Linked DNA regions of Pan troglodytes: all the other regions are linked to region 1. A link is a contact called in public HiChIP or PLAC-seq data. All regions are on one chromosome and are shown on one strand. The core of a region is the stretch at or near the end of the contact, and the rest is flanking DNA. Distances in the headings are between cores, read along the strand shown. Region 1 holds the start of LOC452797 (polyadenylate-binding protein 2). Region 2 holds the start of THTPA (thiamine triphosphatase). Region 3 holds the start of NGDN (neuroguidin).

Region 1 (3,805 bases), core at 874-3,373:
AGGAGGCTGAGGCACAAGAATCGCTTGAGCCCTGGAGGTGGAGGTTGCAGTGAGCTGAGATTACGCCACTGCACTCCAGCTTGGTTGGGCTATGGAGTGAGACTCTGTCTCAAAAAAAACAAAACAAAAACAAAAAAACAAAAAATATTTATTCACAAATTGGATTACATTTTTAGAAGAGATAAGAAATAGGATTACTGGGTTAAGAATCTCAACTTTTTTTTTTTTTTTTTCTTGGAGAGAGTCTCCCTCTGTCACCCAGGCTGGAATATAGTGTCGCGATCTTGGCTCACTGCAACCTCCACCTCCCAGGTTCAAGCCTTTCTCCTGCCTCAGCCTCCTGACTAGCTGGGATTACAGGCGCCCACCACCACACCCAGTTAATTTTTGTACTTTTAATAGAGACAGGGTTTCACCATTTTGGCCAGGCTGGTCTCGAACTCCTGACCTTAGGTGATCCACCTGCCTTGGCCTCCCAAAGTGCTGGGATTACAGGCCATGAGCCACCTCACCTGGCTCTTTTTTTTTTTTTTTTTTTTTTTTGAGACAGGGTCTCACTCTGTTGCCAGTCTGAAGTGCACGTAGCACCAATTATGGTTCACTGTAGCCACAGCCTCCCAAGTAGCTGGGCAGGGACTACAGGCACACGCCACTTTGCCCAGCTAATTTTTGTATTTTTAGTGGAGAATGGGTTTTGCCATATTGCCCAAGCTGGTTTTGAACTCCTGGACTCAAGCAATCTGGCTCCCAAAGTGTTGTGAGCCACTCCACCTGGTCTTAAGAATCTCACCATTTTAAAAGCTTTTGGTATATACTGCCAAAGAATAGAAAGATTGTACTGGTTCTTGCTCCTTTTTTCCTCCCATGCCTAAGTTTTTAAAAAAAATCAGATATAGTTGTAATTATATATTATGTACAATTTTACATTCTTCTTTGGCTTAACAAAATTATTTTCGCATGTTTGTCATACTATGTAACCCTTTTAAGAGATGCATAATAATTTTTTTTGGATATAATTATAGTTTGCTTAAACTTTTGTTTATTGTTGGAATTTAGTCTTGCCATTTTTCACACATAATTTTTATGTATTAAAGCAGGCCTTATAGTAGTAGTGATCTGAGCTTTGAAAGCTGGCTTTGAATTCCCTGCACATTATTATATATATTACATAATATATATTATGTATAATATATATATAATTTTTATTTTTTCCTTTGAGACAGAGTCTTGCTGTTGCCCAGGCGATTCTCCTGCCTCAGCCTCCTGAGCAGCTGGGTTTACAGGCATGTACCACCATGCCCAGCTAATTTTTGTATTTTTAGTAGAGATGGGGTTTCACCATGTTGGCCAGGCTGGTCTGAAACTCCTGGGTTCAGGTGATCCTCCCGCCACAGCCTCCCAAAGAGCTGGGATAACAGGTGTGAGCCACCACGCCCAGCCAGCCCTGCACACTTCTAATTAGTCCAATGACTTAGGCAAGTTTCTTCATTTCATTAAGCCTTTTTCTTTTTCCCTAAAAAAGGTTATGGTTTTGGAAATACTTTCCCCATGGGGTTGTTGTGAGAGTCCAATGAAATAATAAGGAGTGGTGCTTATTACAAAATCAAACGCTCAACAAAAATAGGATTCAAAGCCATTTTTAAAAATCACATTTCCTTTTGTTGGCTTGATTAAATTGGGTACCAATAAGATTAACAAATCTTGATTAGGTTAAGATTAGTATAAAAGACCTTTCTTCCAGGGTATTCAATCATTTAGAGCTTGTCTTCGGTGCTCAACTTTAGTTATCCCAGATCACTGAAGCTGAGATGGCTGATGGAAGTAATTTGCAGTGAAATTTTAAGCGACTGTGACTCTGCTGCAAGTTCCCCAGATCTTGAGGTAAGGAATTGTGAGAAAAAGTGAGGGTGAGGGGAATAGTGGGGTATAATGAGTCACTTTTGATTTTTTGGTTTGCTAATGAGGATCTTCTCTTGTCCAAATCCCTCGGCCAACCATGTTTGTTTAACTTTTTGGTTGGGCTATATGTATCTTTCGAACTGTAGGTTAGTGTGTCCACAAAAATTTCTCTTGCAAACTTACACTGCCATTCCTTTCTTTTAAATAAATGTGTAGGACTGCTACCAAAATGTGGCAATCCTGCCTTTCAGGGCTAGGTCTCATTGGTACTTCGGGTGCAGGGGTGTAGTGGGAACCTGCCAGGAGAAATTCCTCTGGGATCTTGGGGGCTTGAGGGCTTAAATGAAGGGTAGCACCCAAATCCCCAATCAATGCCTGTTCAATCAACAAACATCTAACAGGACATTATGTGGTAGGCATATTGCCAGGCCGTGGAGATGCGAATATAAATAGGAACCGGCCCCTCATCTGCAGGCGCTCACAACCTAGTTAGGAAACAGCAAAACAATTAAGCGTGCCGTGGAGATAGGCCCACTTGTCCTGGGAAATGAGGGGAAGCTGGGGTTTGCAGTGGTTTGATTGAAGGGGGACTACATGTTAGAGGCACAGACTGGGTGCAGGTACACCCAAAGGAACGAGAAGAGTGGAAGGAAACAACATCCACAAAGTAACCACATGCTGGGGTGTCGAAGGCCGTGATTTACGGTTTTGAGACTTTACCTCGCCAGCAAAGGGGGGCCAGTCTGTTAGCGGTGCAGATTGGAGGGGTGACATTGGAAGCTGTCCAGGAAAGAGAAGAAAATGGAACTGGGGAGCAGAAGGCCTACGCAAGAGGGCGGGACAGACAGGACTTGTGACTAGTAGCTCTGGACTGAGGAATCCTCCCTGCTTTCTGGTGCGGGAGAGCTAGTGGATGATGGTGCCAATAACCTGGATGGGGAAAGTAAGCTCCCTCCTGGAATGCTTCATTCACAACCTCCATTTTCAGCAACATCCCATCTACTGGTGCTTCCTGGTCAAGATACAAGTTTCCTGAAACTGCTGCTCTGTTTTGGGCCTCACCCGGCCAACAGCTCACTAGCTGGCAAGCAGTAGTATCAAGATGGCGGCCCCCTAAGGACTGGCTAGTCATGTGACCTCGGGTTTCCCAAGTTTGAAGCCCGGCAGTCCTTTCGGGGGCAAGGTTCACCTGTCACGAAACGAGTGTCACCCCTTCGACTCTCGCAAGCCAATCGGCATCTGAGACTGGGCCACTGCGGTGAGGCGATCGGAAGATTGGTCCTTTCCAGTCGCCTAGCTAGGGCCAATCACGGAGCGTTCCATACTTCGCGGGCCCGCCCGTAGGCCGGGGAGAAGCAGGAATATCGTCAGAGCATGGCGGTATTATTACCTAAGGACTCGATAGGAGGTGGGACGCGTGTTGATTGACAGGCAGATTTCCCCTACCGGGATTTGAGAATTTGGCGCAGTACCCCGCCTTAGAGGTGGGGTCTTATTTGATTGCCAAGTAATATTCCCCAATGGAGTACTAGCTCGTGGTGACGGGCAGGCAGCTTGACTAATGAGTCCTCGGCGTGGCCGGTGCAGCTCTCCAATCGCCGGGCGGCGGGCCCCAGTCTGAGCGGCGATGGCGGCGGCGGCGGCGGCGGCAGCAGCAGCGGGGGCTGCGGGCGGTCGGGGCTCCGGGCCGGGGCGGCGGCGCCATCTTGTGCCCGGGGCCGGTGGGGAGGCCGGGGAGGGGGCCCCGGGGGGCGCAGGGGACTACGGGAACGGCCTGGAGTCTGAGGAACTGGAGCCTGAGGAGCTGCTGCTGGAGCCCGAGCCGGAGCCCGAGCCCGAAGAGGAGCCGCCCCGGCCCCGCGCCCCCCCGGGAGCTCCGGGCCCTGGGCCTGGTTCGGGAGCCCCC
Region 2 (3,805 bases), core at 787-3,286, 240 kb after region 1:
CAACTACTCAGGAGGCTGAGGCGGGAGAATCATTTGAACCCAGGAGGCAGAGGTTGCAGTGAGCTGAGACGCCAGAGTGAGACTCTGTCTCAAAAAAAAAAAAAAAAAAAAAAAAGCAGATGCTTAGGAAAGTGGAGTAGCTTGCCGAAGGCCAAACATCTAGAAAGTGAAGCTGGGAGTCGACCTCAGTTCTGGCTCCGGAAACTGGTCTTTCTGTTCAAATAAGCTGCTCCTTTTGCCCCACTGGATTGGACCTTATAACATAAGGAAAAATTAGGTCTTCATCCCAGGTTAACAAAACCTGAAAGCAAAAGATGGATGAAAAGCAGGCTTTAGGAGCTGGGGTTGCTTCTCTCCCTAACCAACAGTGCTTAACATGGAGTGGGGACAGAGGTTGACCCAAGCTACTCCAAGTTCAAGATGCCATTTGTTTATTTATTTATACACAGGGTCTTGCTCTGTTGCCGAGGCTGGAGCGCAGGCAGTAGCAGGATCGTAGCTCACTGCCCTTGACCTCCTGGGCTCAAGCTATCCCGCTGCCTCAACCTCCTGAGCAGGTGGGACCACAGGCATGCACTACCACACCAGGCTAATTAACAAATTTTTTTTTTTTTTTGTAGAAACAGGGTCTTCCTATGTTGCCCAGGCTGGTCTCAAACTCCTGGCCTCAAGTGATCCTCCTGCCTCGACCTCCCAAAGTGCTAGGATTACAAGTGTGAGTCAACACACCTGGCCAAAATGCCATGTCTTTAAAAAAGTGTCCTTCTCCCTATAATACCTCTCACTGGTCATGTATTTCCAGAAACATACTGGTGAGAGGGCAGGTGTTGAGAACATGGCACTTCTCACCCATCATAGGAAGGAGTCCAGGAGTTAAGAGCCACGGTTCCTCAGGGAGCTTCCTCACATGTAAGGTCAGACATATAGTTAGAGTCTCCAGATAACCATAGTCCTCAGAGGGAGTAAGAAGGAATCGTCTCTATTAATATTTTGTCTCCCAAAGCATTCAAAGGGCCAACCCCCATGTTTTCCTGAATTTTATTTTTTTGGGGACAGATGGAGTCTCGTTCTGTCGCCCAGGCTGGAGTGCAGTGGCGCCATCTCAACTCACTGCAACCTCTGCCTCCCAGGTTCAAGCAATTCTCATGCCTCAGCCTCTGGAGTAGCTGGGAACACAAGCACGCGCCACCATGCCCGGCTCATTTTTGCATTTTTAGTAGAGACGGGGGGGTTTCTCCATGTTGGCCAGGCTGGTCTCGAACTCCTGACCTCAGGTGATTCACCTGCCTCGGCTTCCCAAAGTGCTGGGATTGCAGGTGTGAGCAACCGCACCGGCCTTTCTGTATTCTAAATGAACATAAGTAGTTCTACACCTGACAAAAACTGCTTAGGGACCGCTGGAAACTCTGACAAACTCCTCAGTCTAGCACTCAAGGCTTTTCCCTCAACTGCATTTCTAGCCTCGTCTTCTCCTTACGTACCACCCAGGTGTTCTCCAGTTTCTGGGCCTTTGCTTAGGCTACTCCTGTCTCCATCTAGGTCTCCAACTGTTGAAATACCATCATATCTTTAGTTCCTGGCCAAAATACCACTTTATTCTCTGACAGAAAGTTTCTCACCCACTCTTACCCTCAACGTTCACGCCAGGAGGTATTAGATCCCCTCTAAAACTCCAGAGTAGCTAAACTGGACTTTATTACGCGCTGCCCCCGCCCCCTTCCCTCCCCCCCACCCCAACCCCCCTCGCCACCATTGCCACTGGCCTGCGCTTAGCTGGCTGCTATAGCAGATATCTGTTGGACGGTGTGAATGGCTTGTATTCCAGGCCCATCTGCCTGCGTTGGGGGTGCGAAGGGGGGTGTTGGAGATGGGACTGGGGCTTGAGCTCCTTGCACCCGACTCTCCCCGCCGCCTTGTAGCCCCAGTTCAGCTTTAGGTAGAGTACCGCAGGCACCAAGTGCAGCTTTCCTGTCACCATAGCGACGGGCGGGGCGAGAGGGCAAAGTCTCCCTTTGGAACTACATCTCCCATCATGCATCCGCGCCTCGGGGTGCCTGGCTCAGTCTCAGGCATGAGACCTGTACCAGCCCCCGGGAGCCGTGAGGGGCCGACAATGAGGAGAAGAGTGCAAGGGGCGGCCTCGCTCCCCTGGCCACCGCGGGGGTCGCGGCCTCCCATTACATAGCGCGTGTCTCGAGCCCCGGCCTGCTCTCGGCACCGCCACAACGGGCGTAATATGGCCGCTGGTGCCGGGACCTGCCGGGCGCGCGGAGGGTCGGGCCGAGGTCCGGGATCCGGAACTGCTCCCGGCATTCCTCGCGAGTGTATGGCGTGGGCTCTCTTCCCCCTCTGTGGGTCCCGCGAGGAGACTCTCGGGCTTTGAGGTGAGACCTGAGGTTCCGCTGGCCGGTAGTGTAGCAGGAAAGGGCAGGTCCTCCCGGGTCGTGAGCCACTAGCCTCCTGGGGTGGCAAGGTGTAGAGAGGGGGGCGTTGAAAGGACACCCGCTACCCGGCCTGCTTTCTAGGGGTCTCTTTGGATTGAGGACATCAGCAGCAGTGGAAGGGATTTTACTGGAGACCTGTCACTGTCAGAGCCTTAAAATATCACCGACGGGGCCTTAATGTCACCGAGGTAGAGAGAAAAGGGCAGTAGCCCTAGAGACTATTGCGACACAGTGTGCCCCTCATAAGTTCTTCCAGGGAGGGGGTCTGTACTGAGTTGACGCCCCAGGAGCTGAGCACCAGGCTTTGCATCCTTGGGAACTCAGCAAACGTTTGTTCAGCCAATTGCAGGTAGCATGGCCCAGGGCTTGATTGAGGTGGAGCGAAAGTTCCTTCCAGGGCCTGGCACAGAGGAGCGGCTGCAGGAGTTGGGGGGCACCCTGGAGTACCGGGTCACCTTCCGAGACACCTACTATGACACCTCTGAGCTGAGCCTCATGCAGGCTGACCACTGGCTGCGACGACGAGAGGATAGTGGATGGGAGCTCAAATGTCCTGGAGCAGCAGGTGTCTTAGGACCCCACACGGAGTATAAGGAACTCACAGCGGAACCTACAATTGTGGCCCAACTCTGTAAGGTGCTGGGGGCTGACGGCCTGGGGGCTGGAGATGTGGCTGCTGTGCTGGGCCCACTGGGGCTGCAGGAAGTAGCTAGTTTTGTGACTAAGCGGAGTGCCTGGAAGCTGGTGCTCTTGGAAGCTGATGAAGAGGAGCCACAGCTCAGGGTGGACTTGGATACAGCCGACTTTGGCTATGTTGTGGGTGAGGTAGAGGCCCTGGTGCATGAGGAGGCTGAAGTACCAACTGCCCTAGAGAAGATCCACAGGCTCAGCAGCATGCTTGGTGAGGGTGACAGGCCCTTTTGTGCTTTTCCTGCTCCCCACTTTTCTCTTTTGGAGGCACCCGCTGGACCATGTAGTGGGGGAGGGCCTCCGGATTAAAAAAATTTTTTTTAATAGAGACGAGGTTTTGCCGTGTTGCCCAGGCTGGTCTGGAACTCCTGGACTCAAGCAATTTGCCTGCCTCAGCCTTCCAAAGTGCTGGGATTACAGGTGTGAGCCTCTGTGCCTGGCCTGGATTATTTTTGTAATGGGAATTGTTTTAGCAATTTTCTAAGTTTGCTTACAGTTCTGTGAAATCTCGTTTTCTCTTTAACAGTAGCTAATTTGGATCTAGTCCTTCCACGTGTCTAATTCCAGCCAACCTGCCTCATTTAGTTCTCATACCTATAGCCAGATCTCCTTCAGTTTCATTTCTCAGTTCCCTGCTTTGACTCTTCCTTCCCCCAATCTCTTTTTTTTCT
Region 3 (3,805 bases), core at 581-3,080, 150 kb after region 1:
TCTATGACCCCTATGATGGGTGAGGAAAGGTATCACACTTTTCTGCCCCTATAGTTGACAAGTATTTTATTTTTTTAGAGATGGGGTCTCCCTCTTTCACCTTTTTTTTAGAGATAGGGTCTTGCTCCGTCACCCAGGCTGGAGTGCAGTGGCACGATCATGGCTCACTGCTGCCTTGACATGGGCTCAAGTGATTCTCCTGCCTCAGCCTCCAGAGTAGCTGGGACTACAGGCTCAAGTCACCGTTCCTGGTGGACAATTATTTTAATAATCAAGGCCGGGAGCAGTGGCTCATACCTGTAATCCCAGCACTTTGGGAGGCTGAGGCAGGTGGATAGTGAGGTCAGGAATTTGAGACCAGCCTGGCCAACCATGGTTTAGTAGAAACCCCGTCTCTACTAAAAATACAAAAAATGAGCTGGACATGGTGGCGGGTGCCTGTAATCCCAGCTACTCAGGAGGCTGAGGCAGGAGAATCGCTTGAACAGGGAGGCAGAAGTTGCAGTGAGCCAAGATCGCGGCATTGCACTCCAGCTTGGGCAACAGTATGAGACTCCGCTCAAAAAAAAAAAAAAAAAAAAAAAAAAAAAGGCCGGGCGCGGTGGCTTACGCCTGTAATCCCAGCACTTTGGGAGGCTGAGGCGGGCAGATCACGAGGTCAGGAGATCGAGACCATCCTAGCTAACATGGTGAAACCCTGTCTCTACTAAAAAAAAAAAAAAAAAAAAAAAAAAAAAAAAAATCAGCCGGGTGTGGTGGCAAGTGCCTGTAGTCCCAGCTACTCGGGAGGGCGAGACAGGAGAATCGCTTGAACCCGGGAGGCGGAGGTTGCAGTGAGCCGAGATCACGCCACTGCACTCCAGCTTGGGCGACAGAGTGAGACGTGGTCTCAAAAAAACCCAAAATATGGCAGTGCAATTTGTTTTCTCATTGCTATCATAAAGCATATGAACAAACTAAATTTCAAATTCCCCGAAAAGGAAAAGTTTATTGCTGATCTAATTAGACAGGTCCGAAAATTTATGTAGAAATAGAAACTTTTCATAATACAAATCTTAACAAAACATTACAAAAGCTACTGGATAATTGACTAAGTATGCTGCAACAGCGTCCTGAGCTTCCACGGTGGGCCTGAAGCAGCAAATAAATGTTAGAGGAGTGGGGACTGAACACCCTCCTGCCTTCTTGAATCCAGCAAGATCTAGATACCAGGATTTCCGTACCCCACCTGCCCAGATACAGGTGTTATTCTTAATTCCAAAAGACAGCTTCAAGTCGGTAAGATCTGATCTCTAGACCCAGCTCTGTTGGACGAGTTGTGAACAAAAAATTATACACTATCATTCACCCTTTCGGTGCTTTATTTCCTAAGGCATGGGATGGGAACAATGAGTATCCGTCCAACCTACTTCACCAGCTTGTGAAAAACCAGAGTGAGAGAACACATCTGAAAGCACTGGGTAATGATGAGGCAGGTTATACTGAAACATGCACTGCCAGAGTTTGAACCAAGTTCTGCTGAAGACCTGTGTGACCGCGGTCAGTCATGTAAATATGAACGGTTCCCCAACTTGTAAAACGTATTCTTTTCATGTCCCCAAACTGGTAGGAGCGAAGAGTGTCGGGGCGTTATTGGAGCCGTTTCTCAGCGCTCCACAGTGCACACCAAGAGGGCAGGTGTCCTCGCACTCGGTTTCTAAACTCTGGCTCTGGGCTTCTCTAGCCTCGCTCTCTTATTTACAGATGAAGAAGGCTCAGAGACCGAGTGACTTGTCCACGGTCACACAAGGAGTACTGTTACAGAATCGATTCCAGGGCCACCGGGTCTGTGAGGCATTTGGCGCGGTGGCTGTTGGATGAGCAGCCAGCAATGGCGGCTCTGCAATGTCGACACCGCAAAGCAAAGCCGAGGCCCATCACCTAGCGGCCGGTTCAGGCACTACAAGAAAAGTGCCGTGAAAAAAGACTCTGGGTGCTGCGGCAGACGGGAGCCAATACGCGCTAAGTTCGCTCTGCTAATTCCTTTTTTCTATTGGTCCTTCCAACTGTCAATCAATTATTTGCCTGTCTCTTATTGGCTTGCCGTCAATCATTTTACTCAGTCTACCAATCACACGCTCCTTGCCAAGTGCTTTTTTTTTCGTCCTGACGTCTCTTTCTGAGTCTGACGAATTTAGCCAGTTCCTTTATTCCATTGGCCAGATCAGACTCCTCCTCTCGTTTATCCTGTTGGGGGCGGAAGTGAGAGAGCCCTTATTCGTATTGGCTTAGATTTGCAAGCGGCAGTTGTCTATCAAATCTATCAAGACGCCCTTAGAGCTCAGGAAGTACGAAACCGGAAGGGGTGGGCTTTGCGAAGATGGCGGCGCTGGTGAGTTTGGTGTGGTTTCTCCCTCGCGTAGCTATTGTGGAGTTTTCCTTTGCCTTCAGCGGCTGGAGGCAAACTGTTGGTACCAGGGAAGGGTGGTGATGAAAGTTGCTTCAGGAAGGCGGCCTCCCTAGAGTTACCGTTCCTGTCCAGTAACCCAAGGGGCTGGCTTTAAGGCGAGTCTGTGAACCCGAGTGTGAAGGCCCCGAGTCTGGGTGTCTGACGGAGAGAGGGCAGTTTCCCACTCTAGACTTTCCGCTTTCTTATAATCCTGAGGAAAGAATGACTTTTCTTTACGCCTCCTCTCCCTTCTGTAGGGGGTGCTGGAGTCAGACCTGCCAAGTGCCGTGACACTTCTGAAAAATCTCCAGGAGCAAGTGAGTAGTGTCGCCTCTGGAATAAATTAGTCACGGATTGGCTTTGAGTTTGTGTGCTTCACCTCAAAACTTTGGTGATTGAGATACGTGAATGCTTCCAAAAATCTTAAGAGTAAAATGATGTAATCAAAACCTTTTCACGCCAGAATTCTAAGTAATTGATTCTGCACCCAAGGGAATACAAGAAACTCCAAAAAGAAATTATCTGAATAGTTTTCCTTTATTCATATAGCTAAGGAAACCAGTGCTTGGAATGGTAACATGACTTGCCCTTTGGGTGCCCAGGTAATATACACTTATATACGGATGCTTCTCGACTTAACGATGGAGGTTATGGCTTGATAAACCCATTGTAATTCGAAAACCTCATAAGTCGAAATTTAGGCTTGATGCCGCTGCCCAGCATCACGAGAAAAGGACGGTTTCTACCGAATGCATATTCCTTTTACACCCTCGTAAAGTGGAAATTAAGTCATAAGTCGGGGAGTTGTGTAGTTCTATGCATTGTAAGTTCAACTAGTACAAACAAAATTACAGTCCTTCAGTCACTACTCTCTCAGTCCTTTTCTCCTCCCTGTGGTTCAGTAAAAGATGGTCTCTTCTTTAAGAAGTGGAAAGTTTTTTTTTTTTTTAAACTTTTTGAAGAACCGTCTCTCCGATGCTTTCCCAGAAGTGAGAAGATAGTACTATACTTTAGACAGTGTTTCAGATAATTTTTAGGTGGCATTGTTTAGCTTTTGCTCTTCACAGTTTGCAGACATGATTTGATATAGTCTAGTCACTTGTTTTATTTGGGCTAATTTCAGGTGATGGCTGTAACTGCACAAGTGAAATCACTGACACAAAAAGTTCAAGCTGGTGCCTATCCTACAGAAAAGGTAAGATGTACTCAAACAGTAAGCATCCCCTGACTTAATGTTCTCAGTAGTTCTTTCATTGTATGTGTATTGTGTCTTATATATCCTAAGTGCTCGAGCTTCAAACATAAATATGATCCAGTTTCTGTGCAGAAGTCTAGAGGGAAGAAGAAGCAAAGCAATAGATGTAAGTATTAATAGTA

The links. HiChIP or PLAC-seq counts read pairs in DNA pulled down with a chosen protein or histone mark.
Region 2: an H3K4me3 HiChIP or PLAC-seq map of stem cell-derived excitatory neurons shows a contact between it and region 1, with 4 times the contacts expected there. The contact joins the promoter of THTPA here to the promoter of LOC452797 in region 1. A contact is called at or near these places in 2 of 7 Hi-C or Micro-C datasets (induced pluripotent stem cells and stem cell-derived neural progenitor cells), 1 of 1 datasets of contacts at active chromatin or transcription factors (stem cell-derived excitatory neurons) and 1 of 1 other capture datasets (stem cell-derived neural stem cells).
Region 3: an H3K4me3 HiChIP or PLAC-seq map of stem cell-derived excitatory neurons shows a contact between it and region 1, with 8 times the contacts expected there. The contact joins the promoter of NGDN here to the promoter of LOC452797 in region 1. A contact is called at or near these places in 2 of 7 Hi-C or Micro-C datasets (induced pluripotent stem cells and stem cell-derived neural progenitor cells), 1 of 1 datasets of contacts at active chromatin or transcription factors (stem cell-derived excitatory neurons) and 1 of 1 other capture datasets (stem cell-derived neural stem cells).

What each region holds. Positions count from the first base shown.
Region 1 is chr15:21,689,600-21,693,404 of NHGRI_mPanTro3-v2.0_pri, forward strand. It overlaps LOC452797 (polyadenylate-binding protein 2), which reads left to right and starts at 2,124. Exons shown (of 7, transcript XM_001162168.6): 1 at 2,124-3,805. The coding sequence starts at 3,527.
Region 2 is chr15:21,926,011-21,929,815 of NHGRI_mPanTro3-v2.0_pri, forward strand. THTPA (thiamine triphosphatase) reads left to right here and starts at 2,037. Exons shown (of 3, transcript XM_063792807.1): 1 at 2,037-2,384; 2 at 2,526-3,345. The coding sequence starts at 2,799.
Region 3 is chr15:21,838,365-21,842,169 of NHGRI_mPanTro3-v2.0_pri, forward strand. It overlaps NGDN (neuroguidin), which reads left to right and starts at 1,831. Exons shown (of 11, transcript XM_001163084.8): 1 at 1,831-2,371; 2 at 2,686-2,745; 3 at 3,552-3,623. The coding sequence starts at 2,360.